Regions from separate parts of the Mus musculus genome. Here region 2 is linked to region 1. Evidence: chromatin contacts called from public HiChIP or PLAC-seq data. All regions are on one chromosome and are shown on one strand. Each heading gives the region's core, a stretch centred on a gene start, on an enhancer-like site or on the middle of the called end of the contact. The rest is flanking DNA. Distances are from core to core; before and after follow the strand shown. Region 1 overlaps Gm34068 (predicted gene, 34068). Region 2 overlaps Mtarc2 (mitochondrial amidoxime reducing component 2).

The links. HiChIP or PLAC-seq counts read pairs in DNA pulled down with a chosen protein or histone mark.
Region 2: a FOXA1 HiChIP or PLAC-seq map of pancreatic cancer cells shows a contact between it and region 1. The contact joins two enhancer-like sites. A contact is called at or near these places in 3 of 39 promoter capture datasets (hippocampal neurons and liver), 1 of 115 datasets of contacts at active chromatin or transcription factors (pancreatic cancer cells) and 1 of 9 other capture datasets (liver).

What each region holds. Positions count from the first base shown.
Region 1 is chr1:183,784,368-183,791,609 of GRCm38.p6, reverse strand. All of the region lies in intron 2 of Gm34068 (predicted gene, 34068), which reads right to left. Among named protein-coding and RNA genes, the nearest start is that of Gm34068, 39 kb to the right of the region's middle. Within about 2 kb of position 2,694, at least 19 of the 459 cell types and tissues checked have an H3K27ac peak or open chromatin away from gene starts, as enhancers often do. A contact at or near this core is called in pancreatic cancer cells, where this site is marked.
Region 2 is chr1:184,822,508-184,829,749 of GRCm38.p6, reverse strand. It overlaps Mtarc2 (mitochondrial amidoxime reducing component 2), which reads left to right. Exons shown (of 8, transcript NM_133684.4): 5 at 7,200-7,242. Among named protein-coding and RNA genes, the nearest start is that of Mir1981, 3.6 kb to the right of the region's middle. Within about 2 kb of position 4,454, at least 19 of the 459 cell types and tissues checked have an H3K27ac peak or open chromatin away from gene starts, as enhancers often do. A contact at or near this core is called in pancreatic cancer cells, where this site is marked.

The DNA.
Region 1 (7,242 bases), core at 1,445-3,944:
AGCCTGAGTTGTTTCTAATGGGCTCACTCTTTTGCTATGCGATTTCCCTGTAGCCTTCCTTGAGAGCATCACATGCCTACACATAGGATGGCCATCAAGCCACAAATTCTCCCCAAAACACACTGGCTCCAATTCTAGACTATTACTTGTTATGAATTGCAGTGGTTTTACTTTAACTATAGAAATTTCTGCTATTATAGAAAAATAATTGTTTAATTGTGGAAAGCAAAGACTTAATATTTTGCTACCCAAGGTCACACAAAAATTTCTCAGGCACAAAAAAAAAAAAGTGTTATACATACAAAAGGTCTAAAATGCCCTGGTCTAACTCAGAGAAATGAAGATAAGGACTACATTTTTCCTACGAAATAAGTTAGTACTTGATCTCAAGATTAAAAAAGAAGAAGAGGAAGAGGAGGAGGAAAAGGAAGAGGAAGAGGAGGAGGAGGACCTAGAAAGAACCACGTAAGGTTCTTCTCTGAGGCTAGAATTGGGGAGCCATGAAATGAAATGTCTGTGCTCATGTTCTTGTCATGGGAATGTCATGTATCTCAGTATCTCATCCAAACCTGAGGGGAGTCAACCACTGAGCTAATCAACAGCATCTTGACCATGATAAGATACATATCACTGGAAAAGAGAACTGCCCAGAAGACAGTTTTAGATGTTACCAAACTCTGGCCTTCTACCCTCCAATTCAACCTTTCAGTGATATCACTGACTTTCGAAAAGGGGGGTTCAATGACACTAAGAGAAAGGACAAAGGTCAGCCACATCTCTCTAATTGACAGCATCGAGTAAAAATCCAAATAAGTCTGCCACTGGCTTGGGTCACAGAGAGGTCACAGAAAAGAGTAGCCTGCTTAACAGGAATAGGCGGAAACTTGCAACCAAATTAGTCATGATGCAAGCTTCTCTGTCTAATTTCAAAGACTCTTAGCATATGGGAAATTCTTCAAAGAAGCAGAAAAATTGGCTGTACATTGTTTGCCCTTGGAGGCATCTTTATTAAATTATAAATAGATGCATTTTTTCCACATGAAAATCAGCACGAAGGGGAGCTTTGTTACGCTGTTTGGCTCTCTGTGCAAACTTTGCTTTTAGTTATCCTGATCATACCAAATCACCCCCACGTTCCTTCAGCATCAGGTCTTCTAAGAAGCACAAAGCACAGACAGTAAAGGCAATTCCTACCACATCACCTAAAATGTGAATCAATAGTAACAAATAATTGGGTATTCTTACATCACTTGGCCCCTGTCTAGATTCCATGGGTTCAAGTTGCTTTTCTTCCCTTGTTTTATAATATAACCCCTTATCAGCATTCTCTTTTGTTTCTTTTGGAGTGAGTCTGCTAGCCTCCAACCATCTCTTCCTCAGGTCAGGAAGGCTTCCTTAGATTCTTCCCAACTTCAATATTTAACACTCTCCTCCCAGCCCAGTTGACTTAAAAAAAAATATGTTTATCTCTAGAGTGTGTAGATCAAAACTTCAGACTTCTAAAACTCCATCCCAGCAGTAATAAAATATCTGCTGATGTTTTTAGCCATGATAAAAACTGAGTTATCTATAAAGATACATTTCAAGCATGTTCCTAGAAGTCACAGTTAAGTCTGGCAATATATAAGCTAAATGATATTACTTAGTTCTACTTTAGAGAGGGGAGAAATGAAGGTGAAAACTCAAGGACTATGCATAAGCCTGGCCGACTATTGCAATTTGAACTGAGCTTCAGAATTTCCTTCTTTTCCCTTCTTACTATACCCAGCACAAATGTCACATTGTCCTAGAATTCAGATATGGTTCAGTGAGATAAATAAATATGTTATTAAATACCAGGATATATTAGCATGTAGTTTTCAGGCACAGGTGGGTTTAGGTTGTTACAAATCCACATTTAAAAGCCACTGTTCGCTGAGTATTTACTGTGTTGTTAATAAAACTGCAAAGTTACATGTCTTTAATATATTTACCATCTCTTCCTATTCTTTACTTCAAGGATAATACAATTGTATGACAGATGTAGAAACTGAAGCATAGAAAAGTTAAAGAACTTGCACTGAGACTTGTAAGTAGTGACTTGATTCAAAAATTGACCTCATGGTATCTCTCTAGACTCCATGACTGTGCATGGATGGGTTCTTTTGCTCTATGCATGTAAAATTGATGCCCAAAGCCCTACATTAACGCAGTGTGAATTGGGAATATTCAATCATCCAGACATGCTCCCTCTTTACTTCTGTAGGATATATATATATATATATATATATATATATATATATATATATATATATACAGAGAGAGAGAGAGAGAGAGAGAGAGAGAGAATGTCAAGTAGAGCCTGATTACAAAAGAGTGTTCTGTACTATGCGTTTCCTCTTTTGACTGGTTAGTGTTAGAATGCAGCCCACAGTAAGACAAGTGTCTAGTCTTATAAATAATACATGCAATCCAAATGATCCAATTTGTATAAACCAAACTCTTTCAAGCCCTTTCAAAGAAACATGGGACAATGAAAAGAATGTGGACATTAAAGTCACATAACTGGGTTTTTGTCTGTTTTGTTATTATGTTAATGTTTAATTCTCCAGTGTGGGTACAGAAGCTCTGGTTTGCGACTCATGTTCATTACCATGGTGTGAATACTCCCATCATGACTCATTTCACAATTTCAACACTCTGCACTGGGTTGGAAAGAGACAATGACATTTGTTGACTCCCAAGTGCAAGTCATTTTCAGTACACAACTGTTGGCAGACCCTAATCTAACCCTGGCTTGAAAACCCTCAGAACAAAATCTGGGGTGAGATACTTTACCTTTCTAAGTGATGATCTCCACTTCTGTTAAGTAGAGGACATAACACTACCAGCAAGGAGGGTGTGACCAGAAGGCTGTAAGGAGGAGAATAAACATCAGCTTTTTAGCCTTCCTGAGGAAGCTATGCCTTCTGACAAAGAAACACTCTGTAAGCATAGCCTATGCCTTGGAGTCATTCAGGAGCACTCTGGTAAGGTGGATTGGCCATGTGTCAAGGCAGAAGTCCTGATGAGAACAGACCCTCACCATCCTTCTTTCCTGTTTTAAGCTGAAAGCTTTATTCCAGATGTGCTGACTCTGTCAATGCCATGTAGTAATATCATGTACCTATTTTCTATAGGTTGAAACATCCCCTCCTAGAGAGAGGAAAAGGGTCAGAGGATCTGGGAACTCACAAGTTTACAAGATCTGGGAAACTCAAAATTCACAAGACCCTTAAAGCCCCTTACCAAAAATCAGTAAGTAATTGCTAAGACAATCAGAAGCTTTGGGGGTAGCCCTGCCTGTAAGTTGCATGGAAGATACCAGTGGTATAGCTTCCACGAGTCATCACCAGTACTGAGATCAGAGTCACCCTGGTAGGTAATTCTAATAAACTCATTGTTCACTAATATGAACCTGGATGGAACAAGGTTTCTTTGGTCTGCTGTTGTCAGATCTGGATGTAATTCAAAGTAACTTCCTCAAGAACAGTTGTGGATCAAGGACAAAGCAAGACTGGTCCAATGGTAGGAATAGCAAGAGAGACAAACAAACAAACAAACAAACAAACAAATGAGATTACTAGGGTTTCTCACCTTGATCCTTGACCTTCCTGCCTGCTCCAAGGGAAATTAAGGGAGCGCCACTACTTGTTAACTATCTTAGCATGCACTGACTCTTGCACCAGGGACATGACCCATCAGCATGCCAACCCCTTTAGAGAAGTATCTGGGGAGAGGGTGCTCTGCCACTCCACATTTCCTCTAGTGCACAATTGCTGGGATGATCCAACCCCATGAAGTAGAGTCCAGACTTGTAAGCAGTGTTGTGCTGTTCAATTGTCCCCTTAGCTTTCCTTCATTTGAGTGAATCTAAATTGATCCTAGCTATTCCAAAAGAAAAAGAAATGACACCTAGCTGCAATCTTATATAGCCCTTACAATCACCTGCTACTCCTCCAAATCACATCCCCCATCAAGCAGTGGAATTGAGTTAGTATTGTGGAGAATACTCAAAAGATTGTGTTTACTCTATGCCCAGCAGAACAGTTCAAAAATGTGTTCAGTAAGAATAACATTAGTGAAGCAAGCAGCTCCCTCCCAAGCAGTGGGTTTTGAAGAAAACAAAGCATGTCGGTGGCTGTACAGAACTGAGTCCTATTGCTTGTACTAGTGAGTTTCACTGTTCAATGCAAGACTCATTATCCCAACGTCATGGACCATGTTAAATTAATCCCAACATTAAATCACAATTTTCTGTGTTGAGGAGCCACTGGGTAGTGGGCTTTTGGCTCAGCACCCAGAATTACTTGAGCCTTTGGTTTCTGTGTGTGGTAACTTGGCCACAAATACATCCTGAGATTCATTAGATAAGAAGGATATTTTCAGATTTGCATAAGTTGAGCTCAAATTTGCTGTGAACTAGAACACTCCAAACCTCAGTTTCGTTAAATGGATTTGGGTTAGTAAGAATTGAGGATCCAGAGTGTCCTCAGTTAAATTCCCCCTTAGGAAATGCCACCTCTTCACATGTTTCCCAAGGGTCTTGTTTTTCTGTCCTTTCAGCTCCTCACCAAGTATGAAAAGTGATAAAAGGAAATATGTCTGCCTAAAGTATACCCAAGATGTCCAGTTACAAAACATTAAGTAGAAATTTCTTTTTGTATGTCGAGCCAATGTCTCAGACAAAAGCAAAAGGATTCTGACCAAGAATGTGAGGAGAGCTGAGGATACAAGAAGGTGGCCTTCAGACTCCCAAGGCTGTGAGATCTTGTCAGGACCATTCTGTTCTTCACTGTGTTACAGTGTTCTAAGAGTCCATCTAATTTAGGGATTCAAGGAACTCTAATGAAATTCGTGAAATTACCTCATGAAAATGACATTTGCAAAGTCAGGTTCCTTGTCTCAGCTTTCATTTTAGCAGTCTGTTTGCTTGTTTGGCTTTGAGATAGGGTCTCAGGTATCCTCTGTCTGGTCTCAGGCATACTGCATAGCCAAGAACAGCCCTAAGTTCCTGATCGCCTGTCTCCACTTCCTACACTGTAGGGACTTCAGGTGTGTAACACAAGCATCTGGTGCTGTGGTTGACAATAACAATGAGAAACCACAATGGCTGTGTCAATAGTTTGTCACTGACACAGGTTCCTAAAGGGCCTTACTTTGCTACTTAGACTATTATAAGTCCATAATGTGTTGAAAAATGCCATGTAGAACTGTTTTGTGTGCACATGTGCATGTGTGTGCATGTGTATGCATATGTATGGACATGTGTGCATGTGTGTGCATATATATGCACATGTGAGCATGTGTGTGCATATGTTTGCATACATATGTGTGCATACATATGTGTATGTGTATTTGTGTGCATATATGTACAACAAAATTATGAACTCCTCAAATGTAAATGGGTATTTTCCTTATCCAAGTCAGATTTTCAACAAATGTTTTTATCCTTCAGCACAGGCCTGCCTAAATACAGGGAGATTCTCCCTTGCCTCTAGGATATTGAGAACAAGACACAGCTCCTTCTTCAGGGATTTTCTTCTGCTACTTCTGCTCTAAGTTTTTCATGAACCTGTAGTGGGTACAGTCAGGAACTGGGTCTGGAGTTACAGACTATCACCATGGGGATGGACCCTCAGAGACAAGAAGGTGATAGGTAGGCTCATACTCAGAGCAAGGGCAGTTTTATACCCAGTCATGGTAGTCTTGGAACATTCACGGAATGACCTCAGATTTCTGACTTCCAGGGATATGGAGTTCAACCTTCTTAGGATTTTGATGGAACGATGTGGCCACTTCCAACCAATGGAATGTATATGGAAGAGTCACGTGATCATACTAAGCCAAACCATTCATGGATGTAATCAGACCCTTAAGAGATCTTTTTTATCCTGGCCACAAAGTCTAGGAAGGCTATAGGTAGTGTCTCTTCAGTCAGCTAGAGTCTTCAAGGAACATAAAATAGAACAAAATCCAGAGTTAATTGCATTAGGCTCATGATGGGAGTCAGAAGCATGTCTTAGCTTTTTAAAACACAGCATCTCTGAGTTGTTTTCTACCCTGGCTTGTGACATGAGACAACCATGAGACAAGTGGTTGAGGGATGAGTGGGAATAGGTAAAAGGAGATATGTAATGTGTGGTCTCTTCACCCAGCAAGGGCCATGTGGCCATTGCTGAGCTGATGCTGAGAGGCCAACTCAGGGGAGGTTGTTGGGAAGGGTTCGCCTTCTTGAAGGCCGTGTTAAGACATTTAAATGGTATGCATCCTAGTCTATCCTATAAACAAAATGCTATAGCAATTTAGAGTAGACCTCAATAGTTCATAGAAAATCCAAGAATGGCTACTGCTAGGAACTGGATTTGAATAGACAGACACTGGATAGAATGTAGGAACTTTCCAGAGTGTAATCCCAAGATCAGTGTCTAACTCAGGGAGACCAGATTTAACAGAAGGAAAATTTGGGCTATTATATGGCCATGATGAAGGTCTCAACTCACCCTAGCTATACTTAATTGAGTGAAGGAGAATCAGACACGGGGTGTGGGTGACACCCAGGAAGAAGGAAGTCTTAAGCTCATAGCTCTCTTTAGCTTGTAGAAATCACTGAAAGTGGGGCTCACCTACTTTCTTCCAAGAGCAACACTCCTCTAAACTAGGAGAATACACATACCTCAGCCATGAGAGAGGAATAAAAGCCCCCAACATCCACTGCCCCCAGCTAAGCAAGAAGGCCCATCACAAACAGACGGAGTCAGGGAAATCTCCAGATGCACAGAGCAGTCTATCTACACACACCTGGCATGTAAAGCAGAGACAAAGTGGTCACATGAGTAGAAGAGGGGAAACCCAGAGTTACACCTCAGGTAACTAGTTTGGTGAGCATTGTGTGGTTTAAGGCAAGCTAAAACAAAGAAATCATAAGGTCATGGCTCCACTCCAAATGAGAAATGAGAGCCCAAATCATCTGAGGTAACAAAAGAACAAAAGTGGATGGTTTAAAATGGTAATTTTTAAACAGAAAAGATAGGGAACAAGGAATACTGAATTGGACCGTGGACACCACAAACATCGCAGGGACTTACCTAATGTACACATTATGTCAGCCCCATGATAGTTCAGATCAGAGGATATATGAAAGATTCTACATATTTGACTATGTGAAAGACTCAGGACAGGACCCTATAGCTCATTATATGGCCTTCATCCCTTATACATCCA
Region 2 (7,242 bases), core at 3,205-5,704, 1.0 Mb before region 1:
AGATGGTTCCACAGCTGTGCTGACAATGGCTCACAGGCCTCACAAGCCACTCTCTAGTCAGAGGAGCCTGGAAAGCCACAGGAGGAGGGGATGGAGGGAAGAAGAAAGAGGGGTTACTGGAGAGGAACCCCAGTCTACCTAGCCGGTCAGCCCTCTCTTTCTCGAAAGGTTAAACCTAGGTTAGATGGGACCCAAGGTATCTACAGTGTGTGTGTGTGTCTGTGGCGGGGACACTTTAAGAAAAACAAGACCAAAATTGTGTGCAGGTCTTTGAAAGGTCTGATGCAAAAGGGGCCTGAGCCTGAAGTTACATTTGATTCCTGGCCCCCCTGCGTGTTCTCCCTGCCTGAGATTCCCCATTGCCTGTTCGAGTGTTTATGATGAAGGAGTGATTCTTAAAACACTTGTTAAATATTGAGGAGTCTGGCACTCCGTGTTAGGAACGCACATTATTAGCTGGGCCTGGTAGCACAGGCCTGTCCCTTGGGAGGGAGGCAGGGGCCCTCAAGTTCAAGGTCAGCCTGGTCTACAGAGTGAGTTCCAGGCCTACCTAGGCTGAAGTGTGAGACCCTGACTCAGAATTTAAAATGAGGGCCTGGAGAAATGGCTCTTGGGCTAAGAGTACTTGTTGCTATAGCGAAGCAGCTGAGTTTGGTTCTCAGTTCTCACACGGTGCCTCTGAGCCTCCCTGAACCCCAATTCTGGCCTCTCTAGGCACCAGGCATGAATATGACACACATTCATACAGACAGTCACTCACACATACTCATAAAATAAAAATAAATAAGAGAAATTAGAGAAATAAATTAGAGAAAATTAAAAATGAAAAGAGGTCTGGGGAGGCAGCTCAAGCAGCAAGAACACTTACCTGACACACAGCAGGCCTCAGGTTCAAGTCCCAGGACTGCTGAAATAGACTCCCCTTTATGACTAAAGTTGACTAAACTGACCTAGAAATTATCTCGTGAAGTAAAAGTTCTACTGTTGGTCCCTTGAAATTTGCCTGTTGTTTTTTGGGGGGGGAGTTTTACTTCAAGCAGTGTTCCAGTTTAGTCTCTCTTGCTGTAATAAAAACCCCTGACTGAAAGCACCTGGGAGCAGGAAAGGGTCACACTTTCAAGTGACGGTCCCTCTTTGAGAGGGGTCAAGGCAGGAACTCAGTAAGAACTTGAAACAGGAAGCAGGGAGAAACGCTGCTGGCTGGCTTGCTCACTTTCTGGCTTATGCTCTGTTAACCTTGTATAGCCCAGGTCTACCTGTCTAGGGAATGGTGCTTCCCACAGTGGGCTGGGCCCTCCTACCTCAGTTGCTAACAAGACAGTCCTCCACAGGTGTGTCTACAGGCCAATCTGATTTTTACAGTCTCTCAATTGAGACTCAAGGCTATGTCAAGGTGACAGTAAATGCTAACTAAGGTAGAAAATAAAATATTTTTTATTTGTCTCCTAAGACATTGTTTTGGTACTAATTTTGCTTTAGGACCTATGTCAAGGTGACAGTAAATGCTAACTAAGGTAGAAAATAAAATATTTTTTATTTGTCTCCTAAGACATTGTTTTGGTACTGATTTTGCTTTAGGACCGTGAGCTAAGGGAAGAAGAGAAGATGATGTCATGTCTACTGGCTGTAGCATTCTTGCTTTTCAGTAACTTGTCAAACTTAAACTAAGGCTAAAATAAGCATAGCCCTTTTCTGGCGACATTTGGCTGTGTAGTCTTTTTAAAAAATTCTTTTTTTTAAAGAAAGCCATTTAGCTGTTACATTTCTGGGTTGTGATGGGCTTCCAGAAATACTAAATAAGATATGACGTTCTTATTTTTCTAGAAAATTCTATAGCCATGCATCTTTTTAACAAACTCATTACTGTGAAACAGTGAGCCATTGCTGATTTAGTCCACGTTAAGCGAGGAAGCCCAGGATGAAGGCATAGATCCGCTGACCCGTCTGCCTCCTGCCGTCAAAACCCTTTCAATTATTAATGCATACATATAACACATACATATTTAATCCTCAACTAATAAAAACATCAAGCCTTAGCATGATGCAGAAGTCCGGGCATCGTTTATTGTGAATGTGGGGCAGTAGAGGACGGGTGCATTGTGGGACATTTGCAGCTTGTGGTGCCGAGTGTCGTGGACTTTCCCCGTGGGGAGTTAGAGGATGAAGCCAGTCTTAAAAGGCTTGGGCCAGTGCGGCGCGTTAGATTTCTGCAACACTGTGATGAGGTTTTAAAACAAGGCCGGTGTTTGATGCTTATCTCTGCTGCTGGCAAGCGAGGTGCTCCGTGTTCCCTGGACTTTGCTCACTGTCCTGAGCTGAGCGTGAGATGTTTTAATAGGGCGCCTTCCTTATGTAAGTCCTCCCTCTACTTGTTTTCCAAGAGCTGGGGGAGACAACTGTGGAAGAATCTCAGTGCGTCCCCTGTCACGTGGGATGGGGCTCAGCGCGTTCTCTGTCACGAGGGAGGGGCTGTGTTTTGTTTGTTGAGCTTCAGACTCCCCGCGGAGCTGAGGCTAACCCGGTAGTGTTCAGGATTGCAGGCACGCCTTTTGTGAGGTTCTGGTAAGCAAACCCCGGCTGGACGCATCCTGGATTCTATCTACTGAGGTCCAGCCTCAGTGCCAGTAGCAGGGTCAGCCCTGGTAAGCACTCGGGTGGGAGGCTTTCCTAAAGCCAGGCAGCTGTGCTGAGTCCCGGCCCCACCACTCAGTGCTGGGGCGACCTTGACCGCAGCAGCCCTGCCCATTCTAACAGGGAGAAGGTAGCGCTGGGGCAAATCCTCATTTCTAGACCTTTGTCTCTGATGGCCATGCTTGTCCACTGGCTTCAAGGACTTCTTTAAAATCTGTATGTGTTTATTTATACAGTTCCACAGAGTCAGAAACCAGGGACACAGGGAGCTTTTAGAATGGTCCATTAAAGACACTTTTGCAGATAAGAGTTATGTCTTTTATTTTATGGATGTAATTTTGACGTGCCGTATCCCGGCTGGGTGGGTAATTCCACGGTGGAGCACCCTCCCTGCCTGTACCCTGGAGAACCTGAACTGGGTCACAGGTGGGCCTCATGGTCCGTCCCCAGCACAGGTACAAGCTCAGCCCAGCTGGTATTGCTTCTCTCTCTGATGTTCCCCTGGTCTCTGTGGTGTTCTTAAATACCAACCGCTGGTAGGTAAGACCCCACGCTGGCTTCCATTGTCACGTGATGTATGCTTTCTCTCTGGCCAATGAATCTATGTATTATGATCATGTATAGGTATAATATATTTTATATGGTGAGATGTATATATAGTCCTAGCTGTGGATATAAACGTGTCTGCTTATAGAGAGGTAAGAAGTGAACAAGAGAGTAAAAGTAAGGGTTTTTCTGTGCCCTCTGCTCTGACGAGGGACACAGAGACCTTTATATTTGTTAACAGCTTCGGGCACTATAGCTAGGCAGATTCTGAGCTATTCTAACCAGACAGTGCAGGCCTAGCCTACTTCCCCCACGTGGCCCATTACCTGCCATCTTGGTCTTATCCAGCACTTTTCTCTTCATCTGTGTCCCGATGGCCAACTTCCCTGGTCCCCACCGGAGACCCTCTCCATCTGGGTTATAATCTCTCTGGGCTTGGAAGTCCCATCTTTCCTCTCTTGCCCAGCTATTGGCTGTTCAGTTCTTTATTTTAACCAATCAGATGGTGATGGAGTATAATGTTTTACAAAATACTGAATCAGGTGATACTTTAATGACAGTAGCAAAGTTCTGACTGCCACCAGATCTCTGGGTACAGAAGTCAGCATTTGAATACACAGTGCACTAAACACCCCCCCCCCCCAACAAAAGACGCTCTCTCTATATTAGGTCTAGTTTAACTTTCCTACATTTAAAACAAATACTTGTATGGATTGTGATGACTGTCTCACGCTGTTTGTGTGTGATTCACCCCCCTCCTTGCCCCCAGCTCTTCCGTCATCTTTTTCTCAGGGTCTTGCATCAGGTGGAAAGCCTGGTGTAGTCTTAGTTTTCCTATTTACAAAGCGTGCACAGCCTGACAGAAAATCCCCAGGATGGGCTGGCTGGAGAGGTGGCTCCGCAGTTAGCGCACTGGCTGCTCTTGCAGAGGACCCACATCTGGTTCCCAGCACCTGCATGGTGGCTCACAGATCTCTACAGCCCCAGAGCTTGAGGATGCAATTCTGTCTTTGGGCTTCCTCACGCACTGCGTGCACATAAACACATGCAGAACACCGGCACACTGTTAAAAAATAGTAACAATAAAAACATTCTCAGTGTCATTGCACAGAGTGGAGCCCATAACACAGAGTATCATTCCCGTCTCCCACCCCCCTTTTTTCCTTGACCATTTCTCTTCCCTTTTCTCTCTTCCCACTCAAATTCCTCCTCGCTCTGACTAGGGGCTCGATTTTGTAAGAGTGCAGCTTGGTTTTTAAACCAGCAGGGGGCGCACTAGACTTTTCTAACGGTTTCCTGGTTTGTGGAGCCCCTGGAATCCTGCTGGATAGTGCGTTTCTTTGCGTTGATATGTCTAGTGAATATTAAACTCCTCCATGGTGAATTTAATTTTGAGTTATTTAAAACCCACTTTTTTCCTTTAGAAACTAAATTAACCATTGCGTTTAAGCTTAAACGTGGTCGTTTTTCAAATCAGCGTTTTTGAACCAAAATGTGAACAATGATCAGATGAGGATGGGTGCCTAATAAAGTCATTAACAGGACGCAGTCAGAGCTAGAATTTGGAGGCGTTAAGGACAGATTGTAGGAAGCCAGATAAACTGCTAAGGAGCCCTGCACTTGACCTATGGAACATTTGACCTAGTTGAGCTAAAACCCTAACTGAACATGTCAAGGTCGCTGGCTTTCTGTGAAAGCCATAGTGCAGAATTCCACAGACAAATAGCTTGGAATGTTGAACTCATTGTCACTTGGAGTAAGGGAATTGGGAGTTGGCGAGCCTTGGTGCCAAGCTGTCTTTGGCTCACATGCTTGTGGCTGCAGCGCCCTCGTGTGGTGAAAGGAGCGTAGAACCCCTGCCCGCTTACAGTCCTGGGCCCTTTGCCTTTCAGACAGGCGCTGTACTGGTCACCCTCCAGCGGGAGGTTTGCCACGTGCTGTCTTTGGTGTTCCACTGTTTGAACACCGTTTGTCACATGGTGTGACCTTGGCTTTTACAAAGCTTACGTAGTTCCTGGGCCAACGGATTGCTTGGAACATCGTGTTTATTTCCACCAGAAGCAGTTTCTTGGAGGGTAACTGGGGACCCAGGGCATCTGTGGAGACCTCTGTACTGTTGCTGTGGTCACATTGGGTGGGAGGTGTCTGGTTTTGAAGACCCAGTTTGTACTGGGATACTAATTGTGCTTTGCTCAATAATGCCTATAGACCCAAGGGAGGAGCTAGTTTGCCTTTGAATGCAGAGTGGATCATGATGTCATAGCCAGTTGCAGAAGGGAGACTAGGTGGTGCTCCTTCCTGCCTTTGCTCTGCCCTCCTTAGAAACTTAAGTCCCTCTCAGGCCCTGAGGGAGTCAAAGCCACCAGCTAACCAGGGGTCAGTTCTTCCTCGTATATGTCTCTGGGCATCTATTTAGAAGCCTCACCTGGTTGACGTCAGTTTCTAAGGACCATTGTTTGCATCTGATTGTAGGCATCTTCAAATGCCCCATTTCTCCTAGAGGCCCAGACAAAGGAGTGTACGGATTATCAGTGGGTCTCAGTAGATCAGTCACAAACCTTCAAGAGATGGACCTAGGCTGTAGCCTAGGCTGTGGGGATAACCCGAGTCATGGAATTCCCAGATCTGTGCCCATATCCCCCAAGGTCTGGAATTACAGTCGTGGGGCATCCTGCCAAGCTCCTAAATCACTTTTTAATTAATAAGAGGGACCATAATCTTTATGTAGCTCTATGTAAGCATGTGACTGTGTGATATTAAATGTATAGCTACAGACCTTAAGGTGCTGTAAAGACACCAAGACAGGATCCTCTGACATCTGGATGATGTCACGTGCAGACACGTGACAAAGTGGATGCAGGAGATCATGCTGATACATGAATCTGTTTCCAGGTTAGAGACAGGATCTGGGGCTGAGGGATCTGCAAACTCACCGAAGCTGATCTCTCTCTCTCTCTCTCTCTCTCTCTCTCTCTCTCTCCCTCCCTCCCTCCCTCCCTTCCTCCCTCCCTCCCTCCCTCCCTCCCTCCCTCCCTCTGCTTGGTCACGTATTCTCTGTCTTGTCACACTCTCACAGCCTGCTGCTCCTTGTCCCATTCAGTGTGTTGGCATTCAACCCCTGATTGAAGATACTTAGGCACCTGTAGGATATAACCCCATGATCTGTATATATGCCCTTATATGTATACATATAATTTATAGATTCTACCAACTCGGACAAAAGGTGACTTGGTGTCTGGGGAGAAGAATATGTGGTTAAAAGTGTTGTGTAATCATAAGGATTACACATTTGGATCCTGGCACCTGGGTAACAAGGCAGGCATCCATCTCACAAACATTTGTAACTGCAGCTCTGAGTGTCCTGGTGACTCCCAATCAGAAAATTATTTTTGTTGCTACTTCATGTTGCTACTTTTGTTCCAGTAAATATGTTTGCTACTGTTGGGAATTGTAATGCAAATATTTTTGGAGATAGAGGGTTGCCAAATGGGTCGTGACCCACAGGTTGAGTTAAACCTTGGGCGAGAGCAGACTTGTCTCGAGAGCTGCAGGTTTCTCTTTGTGTGGTGGAAAGCCGTCCGGGGAGTCGGCTGGGTTTCTCTTTGTGTGGTGGAAAGCCGTCTGGGGAGTCTGCTGGGAAGCGCGCATTTTGGAAGGCTTGTTCTTGCTGACCTGGCAGAATCAGTGATTGAGGTTGTGAATCAAGAGGAAGATGCCTGGCGCTGAGAGGCAGTGCTCTGATTGGCTGCCTGGCGCTGAGAGGCAGTGCTCTGATTGGCTGCCTAGCCCCCTGTGCACAGGCATTGGGTTCCATACTCAGTTCTGCAAAATAGTTAAGGTGAGCCATGTGTCCCGAGCTTGACTGTGCCTCCCTCTCTCTCTCTCTCTCCCTCTCTCTCTCTCTCTCTCTCTCTCTCTCTCTCTCTCTCTCTCGCACTTTCCAGACTTCTCAGAGTCCTGCTGCTGCTGTCATGTGTAGTACCTGACCAAGGCTCTAAAGCCACCTCTCCCTGTTCTCCTAGGATACTTGGGATGAACTCCTGATTGGTGACGTGGAGATGAAAA